2 separate regions of the Drosophila melanogaster genome follow, and region 2 is linked to region 1. Evidence: chromatin contacts called from public targeted proximity ligation data. All regions are on one chromosome and are shown on one strand. The core of a region is the stretch at or near the end of the contact, and the rest is flanking DNA. Distances in the headings are between cores, read along the strand shown. Region 1 holds the start of Mkp3 (Mitogen-activated protein kinase phosphatase 3). Region 2 holds the start of wnd (wallenda).

Region 1 (4,525 bases), core at 853-3,352:
GATAAGGAAACAAAAGACACAGCATATATAAACTAACAAATTCCTGCCATTATAATTTTCTATCAAAGTCAAACAAAATCGTGTCAACCAAAAACAAGTTCAGAAAGGTGAAATCTATGCAGTGTATGTCTATAATCAGAATGCGAGAGGAGGAGGACAGGATCAGTCAGACTAAATATAATTCTAATCTGGCGCTAGCTTTATCAGCTGTGCGGATTACATTATATTTTGCTAGTTTTTTTTTTTGCATTTGTCATTTTGTCTCCGCCCCCAGAATGCTTGCCTTGTTTCGCCAAAACGAAAAAAAAAAAAAACAATAACAAATCCATGCAAATGTTTATTTATGGCCAGGCAGTGCTTGCTTGTATTATTAATATTCTTTCGGCTGTTTTGTTTTGTTTTGGTTTCTTCCTTGGGGGTTTCGGGCTAAAAATGCCGCAAACAACATTGGGGAAGTATAAATAAGTTATGATATTCTTAGGCCTAGGATAGGAATGTGCGGCATTGATTTATGGGCGGTGTTGGGAAGTATCAGGCATTTAAAGAATCCGATAGCACAGCTATGATCAACAAATGGAGAGTTCCGTTCTCGATACAGGTGCGTAGTAAACTAACAAAAAATTCCATTCGTAATATTGATTCATTGCATTCCAAGAATATCACAATGTAAATCTTAATATTACTACTTTAGTTATTACATTCTAATCAAACGAGATTAAGGGGGGAAATTTTGGATGAAATTTTTCGGTTTTCTACTATGTTTATAATGATTTACTTAGTCATTTCTATTACTGAAGCTTTAATATTTCAAATATGTACATATTCTATGAAATCAACATGGATAGTATTCATATTTATAAGATTAATTACGTGAGTTTAAATGTGGGAATTGAGAGGTATATATAAACCTTAGTTGGTTTTAGTAACTCCCGCACTTGTATTATGATATTGTAGTTCTATTTTTTGGGGCACCCAAAGTATTGAACTTATGACTCACCTTGTAAAGCAACTACGCGGCAGCCGTCCTGCTTGAGGCGACGGTGCAGGATGCTGATGATGGAGTCCATGGCGACGGCCAGGGATCCGGCTCCGGCGATCTCCTGATTCTGGCCGGGCACGCCTTCGCCGTTGTAGAGGATGAACCAGCATAGCTTGTAGCCCGACTGGATGCGTTGCTTCAGCTCGGGCGACTTGATCGTGGAGGCCAGATCGATTTTGCCAACCGCCAGACGACGGAGGACGATGCTGGGTATGCATAGGTTGACGGCTCCGCGGATGTGCGACTCACTGTACTCGTGCGAGCCGCGGCAGTCCAACAGGATCAGGTCCTTGGAGTCCAGGGATCGCAACTGGGACTGCAGCCACTCCTTGCTGCAGGTCTCGTGCTCCGTTTCTGGCATTTTGAAGAGCTCCCAAAAAATCACTCAAAGACTGGAAGAATTCGAAGCACTGCCACTATTTTTCCCGTTTAGCTCTGTTCTCTGCTTCACTCGTTTTTTATGTTATTCTTTTTTCTTTTGGTTACAACAAAGTTTACATCATCTTTCTTCTTCTGCTTCGCGCTGGTTCTCTTCTTCTTTCTTGGCCGTGCAATGGTATTTGTTGCTGTTACACACACACACACTCCCGCGCAGATGAAAATCTTGGAAATCAAAAAGGAATTTTTGTTTTTATCTCGTTTGGGGAAATCTGTAACTTGCACTGTTTTGTTTTTTTTGTTTCTTGGCTTTCCGATTTCCTCGCTTGCCGATTTATGTTTCTTTGCACACCGAAATTCGTTGCTTTTTGCTTTTTGTTGTATGTACACACGCACACAAGAGCGCGCCAAATCACAACCGTGTGTATGTTTCGCGTGTGTGTGAGTGGTTTTGTATTTTTTAGGTGTGCTTCGCTAAAACAACAACAACAGTTCGGAATCGAATGAAAAAACGTGCGGTGAACCTGTCATCGAGTAACTAAAACATCCAAAAACCGTTGAATATTTCCCAAACAAATAGGTAATTACTTCTATCAAATATCCATATTTTGAGTTGATGTTTTTTTCGAATGGAAAGCGAGCACACACAAGCAGCGCGGGTAAAAGATAATCGGGCAATAACAAAATAAGCGCGTCGTGGGTTGCTTAAATAGCCTCGTTGCTCTCCAAAAATACGAACACAGTTGCACTTGCTCTCCGACTCTCCAATTCTCTCCGTCGGAATTCGAAGAGCGAAACCCAATAACAATATTGTATTTGTTAGGCGCAGTATTAAGAAATAACTTATAAAATATTGAATCTTTTTGCCTTCTCGTTTAAAAAAATACATTTGGGAATTACTATTTCGAAACAAACAGTCCGTTACACGCAATGAAAGGAAGAACGCACCCGCGCACACAGGTACGCGAACCGGAGAGAAGAGCAACTCTCCAAAAGGTGAGCAAGAGCCAGTGCACAGGCACAGACCCACTTGGAAATTTGCTCGGTTAAAAAAGGAGAAAAAATGGGGAAAAAAGTAAATACAAAGAGAGTTCCTGAATAAAATTTAGATAAAGTAAAGACTTTGTTTTAATTCTATAAATTACATAAAATTTTTTAAATATATTAAATAATCATATTTTCCCGTATGTTAAATAATTATTTCATAACTGGGTTCGTATTTCAAATTTCCCACCTGCCTTTCTCTCCCGCACTCTTTTGGCACTTTGACTATTTCTCCACGCTGCATACGCTCCCAAAGTTTTGTGTAAAGTTCATTGATATTTTTGTGCTGTGGTATGCGTGTGGCAAGTAAAATGCGTGTGTTCGTGTTGATTCATTGAATTCGCCATCCAAACTAGCTCTCTCTCACTCTCCCACTACTCCCACCACCACCCACCTTACCCTTCGCGATGGAACCTACTTTATTGTTACTCTCTTTTTGCGAGAGCGCGGTTAACATTTCACTTCACTAGAGTGCAAAAGTTAATGGACCACTAATTTAGACAGATAAGAAATTACGGAGCCCAGAAGAATCGGAATCATCAATGGAGTCGCTGTCTACTCTCTAACGAAAGCTCCTGCGCAAATGCTCCTCCAAGAGCCAGTTATATTGGAGACTCGATGAAATGTTTAATTTTATAACCATGACCCTGATATTTACACCCAAAAAGAAGAGACTCACACAAGGATATACGTGTGTACCCATACAGAAATCGCATGGAAGGACAATTTCAAGGATATGCGGCGCGTGCAAAAATTTCTCCACAAACAACAAACTTCCTGCTGCGCCTGCGTTGCACTAGCTTTACATAAAACGCACACCCATACACACCATATACCGTTAGGTAAGGCCCATCACAACGTGCTACTATATACAGATGTACGAACGAACGACTTTCGAGCACAATTTTCATGAATGAAAGTCCCACGCAGCAGCGAAAACCGTTGGAGCAATAAAGAAAGCCAAGCAGACAGAGAGGGAGACAGTCGGCGAGGGAAAGAAACGGCCATACGAAATCCATGCTCAGCCCACGCATTTCTCGCTGCTCACTTTCGTCTTGGCACGCGGCTCCTGAGATTCCAAGGGCGTTATTCCCCAGGACTTTACTCTGCTTTCGGCCCTGGCGCGTGGGAGGCCAGCCGGAATGTTGCAAGGGAGTGCACAGGGAAAAATTGAGCGGCTCTTTAATAAATTACATTTTCTTTCAGCAGTCTCAATACAAAGAAAACATGCGTACTTCAAAAGGATTTCTTTAATAATAAAAACACACACAAAAAATATATATATATATTTATATATAATACTAAGAAATATTTGTTATAATATGAAATCATTTAAGCATTTATTTATTTACGCTTCAGTAAACACAAAAGTGTAAACACACATATTACCATTAATTTTTGTATTCATCGAAAGTTGTACATAATTACTGTCAGTGTATCACTCAAGTATGAAGAAATTAGAAGTAAGCACCTGGATAGCTGTTTCAAAAGGCTGCTCAATTGCGCCTTCCAAGTGTCTTTGGTGGGCTGACCTTGGCGATACATATATGTATTTCTGACAGTGTAGAAGCCAAGGTCGGTCGTCCTCCGGGCTCCATTCTTCGATGACACAAGTTCAAAGTCTGCTCGCAGCCAAAATGGAATACCCAACCCACTTGTATAGCTCAATGAATCACTTTGGGGCATTATCTGTGTTTTAGCAGGAAACTGATGTCGAAAGTGAAGAATTCAATTAAATTTCTGCACCTCACGATTGTCAATCTAAATTGCGCAAGCTACGGCCTTTACCTTGATTATCAGACCCCACGTATAATCAATATGAAGATGATGACGCTTTCCCGAGTGTTTTTATATGGTGCGTGTATAGATCAGTCATAGCCATATCGGCTTGAATGAGTGAAAAGTTCTGAGAAATGGGGGAAATATGGATCATCGTGATTCGCAATGTGCGATACTACTTATATGAGCTTTGCAGGGTTTTATTCATTATCTGGTGTTATTTTTCCACTCATTGTTATCAAGAAAGACCATTAACTGCGTATACTTTCTAACAGATATTTCCCA
Region 2 (4,525 bases), core at 728-3,227, 550 kb after region 1:
AGATTTTTGTGGCTTTTTAAATTTTTAAACGATCGTTTAACCTGCTAAATACTTTCGAGTATTCAGTTGCTTGCGAATTACATAAAAACTTGTATACAGTGAAGGTCGATTACCCCGCTTAATTAAGCACGATTCGGCGGCATATTCTTGAAATATTAATTAAAATTTCAAGCCGATTTTGTTTCTTTTACTTAAACACGACGAGTTTTTAATGGCTGAAAGTATTTATTTTTTGGGGTTTTTATGCTCGAGGTTGCTTTTTAGTTTTTTTTTTAAGATTTAATCAATTATGTGATTACTCTTTAAATAAAGTTTCTAAATGTCCAACAACTTTTCTATAATCAACTCAAACAAAAATCGTTCTAAAACTTTTAGGTTTTTGTCTTAGCCATCACGACCATAATGTCTAATAATAATAATGCTCACCTCCTTCGCAGATTGTCGGTCTGATCGAGCGACAAGTTGGGGCTGCTGCCGTGGTGTCGCCTCCGTCCGTGTAGCTGTTGTTGTTGCCGGGAGGCGGCGGTGACCAGATCATCGCGACTTTTGCTCAGACTGTCGCTGAACGGTTGCATTGTCCAGGATTGGTGTGGTTTGGGTATGTGTATTGGTGGCTCTATGATCGATCCTTACGACATTCTGGTCAATAAAGCGGTTGCTATATGGAGATACCACGAACATTAGTATTTTTTGGCTGGGGATTTCCTTTTCAGACACACACACGCGCACATTCGTTCGCAACCTCTTATCAATGAATGACGAAAATCAATAAGAAGCAAACGACGTCAAACGGCAAAGGGCAAAAGGATATGCGAGCAGGAGCGGGAGCGAGACAGCAATAGCACCCACGCAAAAAAAGCTATTTAAACACACAAACACGGGAAGAAGAAGGGTCGATTATTGCACTTGCTGCCAATTCACTTTGCATTCCGCTTAAATGTGGTTTTCTTTCACTTTCAAACTGCAGGCTGAGCTATTTTTATGATGCCTTTAAAAGGCGAATTGCACAAAAGAATAGGCGCACACACAAGCTCACATACAGGTATTCTTTTTATTTGTACACAGAAAAAAAAAGTAGATATCAAAAAATGTATTTATATATTGTATCCCATTTTTGTAAGTTAGATGCTTTTCCAATTATTTTTGAGATATAGTACAGAATCTTTTTCTGTTAAAAAAAAAATATAATTCGCCAAATAATATTACTTTATGATTATTTTTTTTCTCATTTGAATAATATCTTTTGCTTTTCAAAAGATAAACATATATTAGAAGAAAAGGCACTTGATATCATTTTTTCCTGTGTACAACTCCACTTCTTGTTGTTCTTTTTTTTTTTAATTTAACTTGGCCAAAGCTAGAACATAACAAAAACAACAAACATAAATGTTCCCACACACACACCAGAGTACATTTCTCGCTATTGCTGTCTCGTTCACACCCACCCAGTAGGGCCCTCCCCTCTTGCTCGCACCAACGACGGAAGCCTTACAGCGCAGCTTTGTGCTGTTGCTGCTTCTTCTTCTTCCTCTGCTGCTGCCTTTTGCTCGCTCGTTCGCTCTTTTGGCCAAGAAAATCAATATAAAAATTCTTGTATTTGCACATTTTTCACACACTTTGCTCACTTTTCCAGCAATTTTCCACTGCGAATCGTAGTGATTGCATTGATTCGTACTTTATTCAGCCATTGGCGAAGAACTTTTATTTGATTTCAGCTTGAAATGGAACAATTAAAGACTGGTTTTCTGCTCTTCTTGGAGTTCCGCTGCGAAACGCGTTTATTCCGACCAACCGTCCGCACCAAAGGTAGATACAAATCGACTAAAAAGCAAAAACTGGCTGCTGGCTCTGCTTTGGCTTTGGCCGAAACCGAGTTCCAATCCGCTCTCTAGCGCTCTCTCTTGCGGATTTCCTCCACCAAAACCAGTTTGGAGCGCAGGTTGTGTTCACTGCGCAAGTGTGCGGGAGAACGCGACTGCGCGGGATGGCCAACCACAAACAGACATCAACTGCCAAGGCACTGGGTCGTTGTTGTTGCTGTCGCCTCTCCGATTATCCCCGTTTTTCTTTTGCTCACCACACTCTACTTGATAGTGCCAATGAAACTGGATCTGGCTTAAAAGTTTAATAAAGCTCTCGTCAGCGACGTGCACGATCGTGTTCAGTGCCTAAAAGCGCTCATGGCAGCTGCTTCTGAGCTTTTAGCAAAATAATGCTTAAAAAGATAATGAAGTCAAAAATAAATAAATTAAATAATTCAAATCAATGAAATTAGATGTACACATTTGTGTGTCGTTGAATATCTAAAACCTCGCTTTTACCACACTCTTTTTCATTTCTATTTTTATTTTCTCTTTCGAATATTAAGTACTAAATTTAAGAATACTATTAGCAACTTTTGGAAACTTTGATCTAAAATTTTGAAAGAACATCTGAAAGTAGAAAAATTTATTATTAGACAGTTTTTTATACTAAATGTGGGTATTAATTTTATTTAAAAGTCAGCTTCTTAATAAATGAAATAAATAACTAGATATGTATGTATGTATATCTATTTAAGGAAAGTCAAAAACTTAGTGATACTCTTAAAAAGAATGTATGTATGTATTTTGATTTTGTTTTATCAATATATGTTATAAAAGCATGAGCTAAGTTACTTAAAGTATGATCTTAATACTTTTTCGCTTTATACACAAACAAACATACATACATATAAAAATTAAACTTTAAATTGTTCTTAAATGCAATTCGCTTGCGTAAACAACCTATCAGCTTATCAGTCTGTACGTCATAAGCTGGGTATGTAGTTAAACTCGGCACGTCATCAAAGAATTGCTATACAAGAGCAGAGCTGTGAAAACGGTGTCTCCGGATTTGTGTCGAATCCCATACCCCTGCTCCTCCGCTTTCGCACAACAGGTAGAGCACGAAAATGAAAATAACATAGTGCAGCAGGTAGCATAATTTCTACATAAACAAAGATGACTCATACCCACAGAGGACTGATCTCTTTGGAGAACATGTTAGTGGGTGGGGGCTTTTCTACATCGTGGAAAATACTTAGCGAATTCAGCGATCAATTGTATATTTACATAGTTAGAATTTCCATAGCATATATTCAGCGATCAATTGTATATTTACATACTTAGAATTTCCATAGCATATAATATTCATAATAAATGTCTCTACTATGAATTGGAAAAGCATTATTCTATACACGAAATATTTCGAAATTAACAACTTATTATTATGTTACGTACATATGTATAAAAATATTACCTTTATCACCCATGATAACAGCATAACGCCATAAGTATATAAGATCTTTTTGTCGCGGTGTATCCTTACCAATCACACAATCCACTTTTCCCTTCTTAGAGCCACCTCCCCCCTTCCACGTTATCAACAAATACCTTTTCTTGTATGTTCTGACCAATAAATTGTTATGCTGCCTGCGTGCGGCTCAGGCGTTTTCTTTTGGTCCATTGCGCATGAGTCATAGGGTTTCACGCATTTGAGGGACACCGAGGGCCAGTATCTCCCAGGGTTCCAGTTCCATGTCCAGGGTGCAGGTTCCATGCCCGTCAATCAGTGCCACTTGCGAGGGGGAGGGGGTATATGATCTCAACACAAGAATTGCCTTTAACAAGTCTAAGTTAAGGGTAGTTGAGGATCATTGAGATAAGGATCTTGTTGGTATTGTTGTGAGAACAATAATAGTGTATCAATGGAAGATTGGAATATCTCTTTCTTTTGTGCTTCAAAATAATGAATCATTTTGTTTAATATCTATTTGTTAGGAAAGTTATTTTTTTCACTTTGCCTTTTTTAAAAAAGGAATCCAATATGGTCAATTGGTTATAACACACTTTCTTTTTAAAGCTGCCATCATGGAAAACCTTTTAAATATGTTCCTCAATGTACGCAGTTCTGATCTAGAAATTTAATAAAGAACTGAGTTTCTTGAAATAAAAAATGTAAATATTTATTACTTCCATTCGCAGACAAGCGAGCATTAAAATAATATTTCACAAAGGTTTTGTGGTTTTTTTTATTGCCCAACTTAAATACATGTCCTAGGAGCTATTCTTACAAATGTGATCTTGCACAGAAGCCAGATCTCTAATCGACATTTATCGGATTCAGCAATATCTATTACTTAACATCTTGTATAAACTAAGTTGTAAATGCTTAATTCATTAATTAAATGTAATTATATTAGACGACAGAAAATGCTACGTGCTGTTTATTAGAGTTGCCTTATCAGTGCTGTCAAAAATACCGGAGCGAGTGCTGTTCAATAAATGTTTCTTGGCACATTTGGTTTTGATTTAATTGTTGAAAAGCTAAATGATTATTAAGTACGAATCGAATTGTTTAGAAACTGCCACCATAGGATAGGAAAACCATATCGAAAAGGCTCTGTATTCCAGATATGCAATGCAAATGATTGTAATTAAGACCATTTCATTCATTGTCAGTTATGGAATAGCAAATGTTATCAAAATCCAGTAAAATGCGCAAT

What was found.
Region 2: a contact with region 1 is called in a targeted proximity ligation map of the Kc167 cell line, with 4 times the contacts expected there. A contact is called at or near these places in 6 of 107 Hi-C or Micro-C datasets (the Clone 8 cell line, the Kc167 cell line, the S2 cell line and 2 more) and 1 of 7 datasets of targeted methods (the Kc167 cell line).

The regions. Positions count from the first base shown.
Region 1 is chr3L:19,084,324-19,088,848 of dm6, forward strand. It overlaps Mkp3 (Mitogen-activated protein kinase phosphatase 3), which reads right to left and starts at 2,103. Exons shown (of 5, transcript NM_001275103.1): 1 at 998-2,103. The coding sequence starts at 1,400.
Region 2 is chr3L:19,633,806-19,638,330 of dm6, forward strand. wnd (wallenda) reads right to left here and starts at 1,978. Exons shown (of 8, transcript NM_176363.3): 1 at 1,626-1,978; 2 at 427-658. The coding sequence starts at 575. Rnf146 (Ring finger protein 146) reads right to left here. Exons shown (of 4, transcript NM_001144507.3): 4 at 3,402-4,525.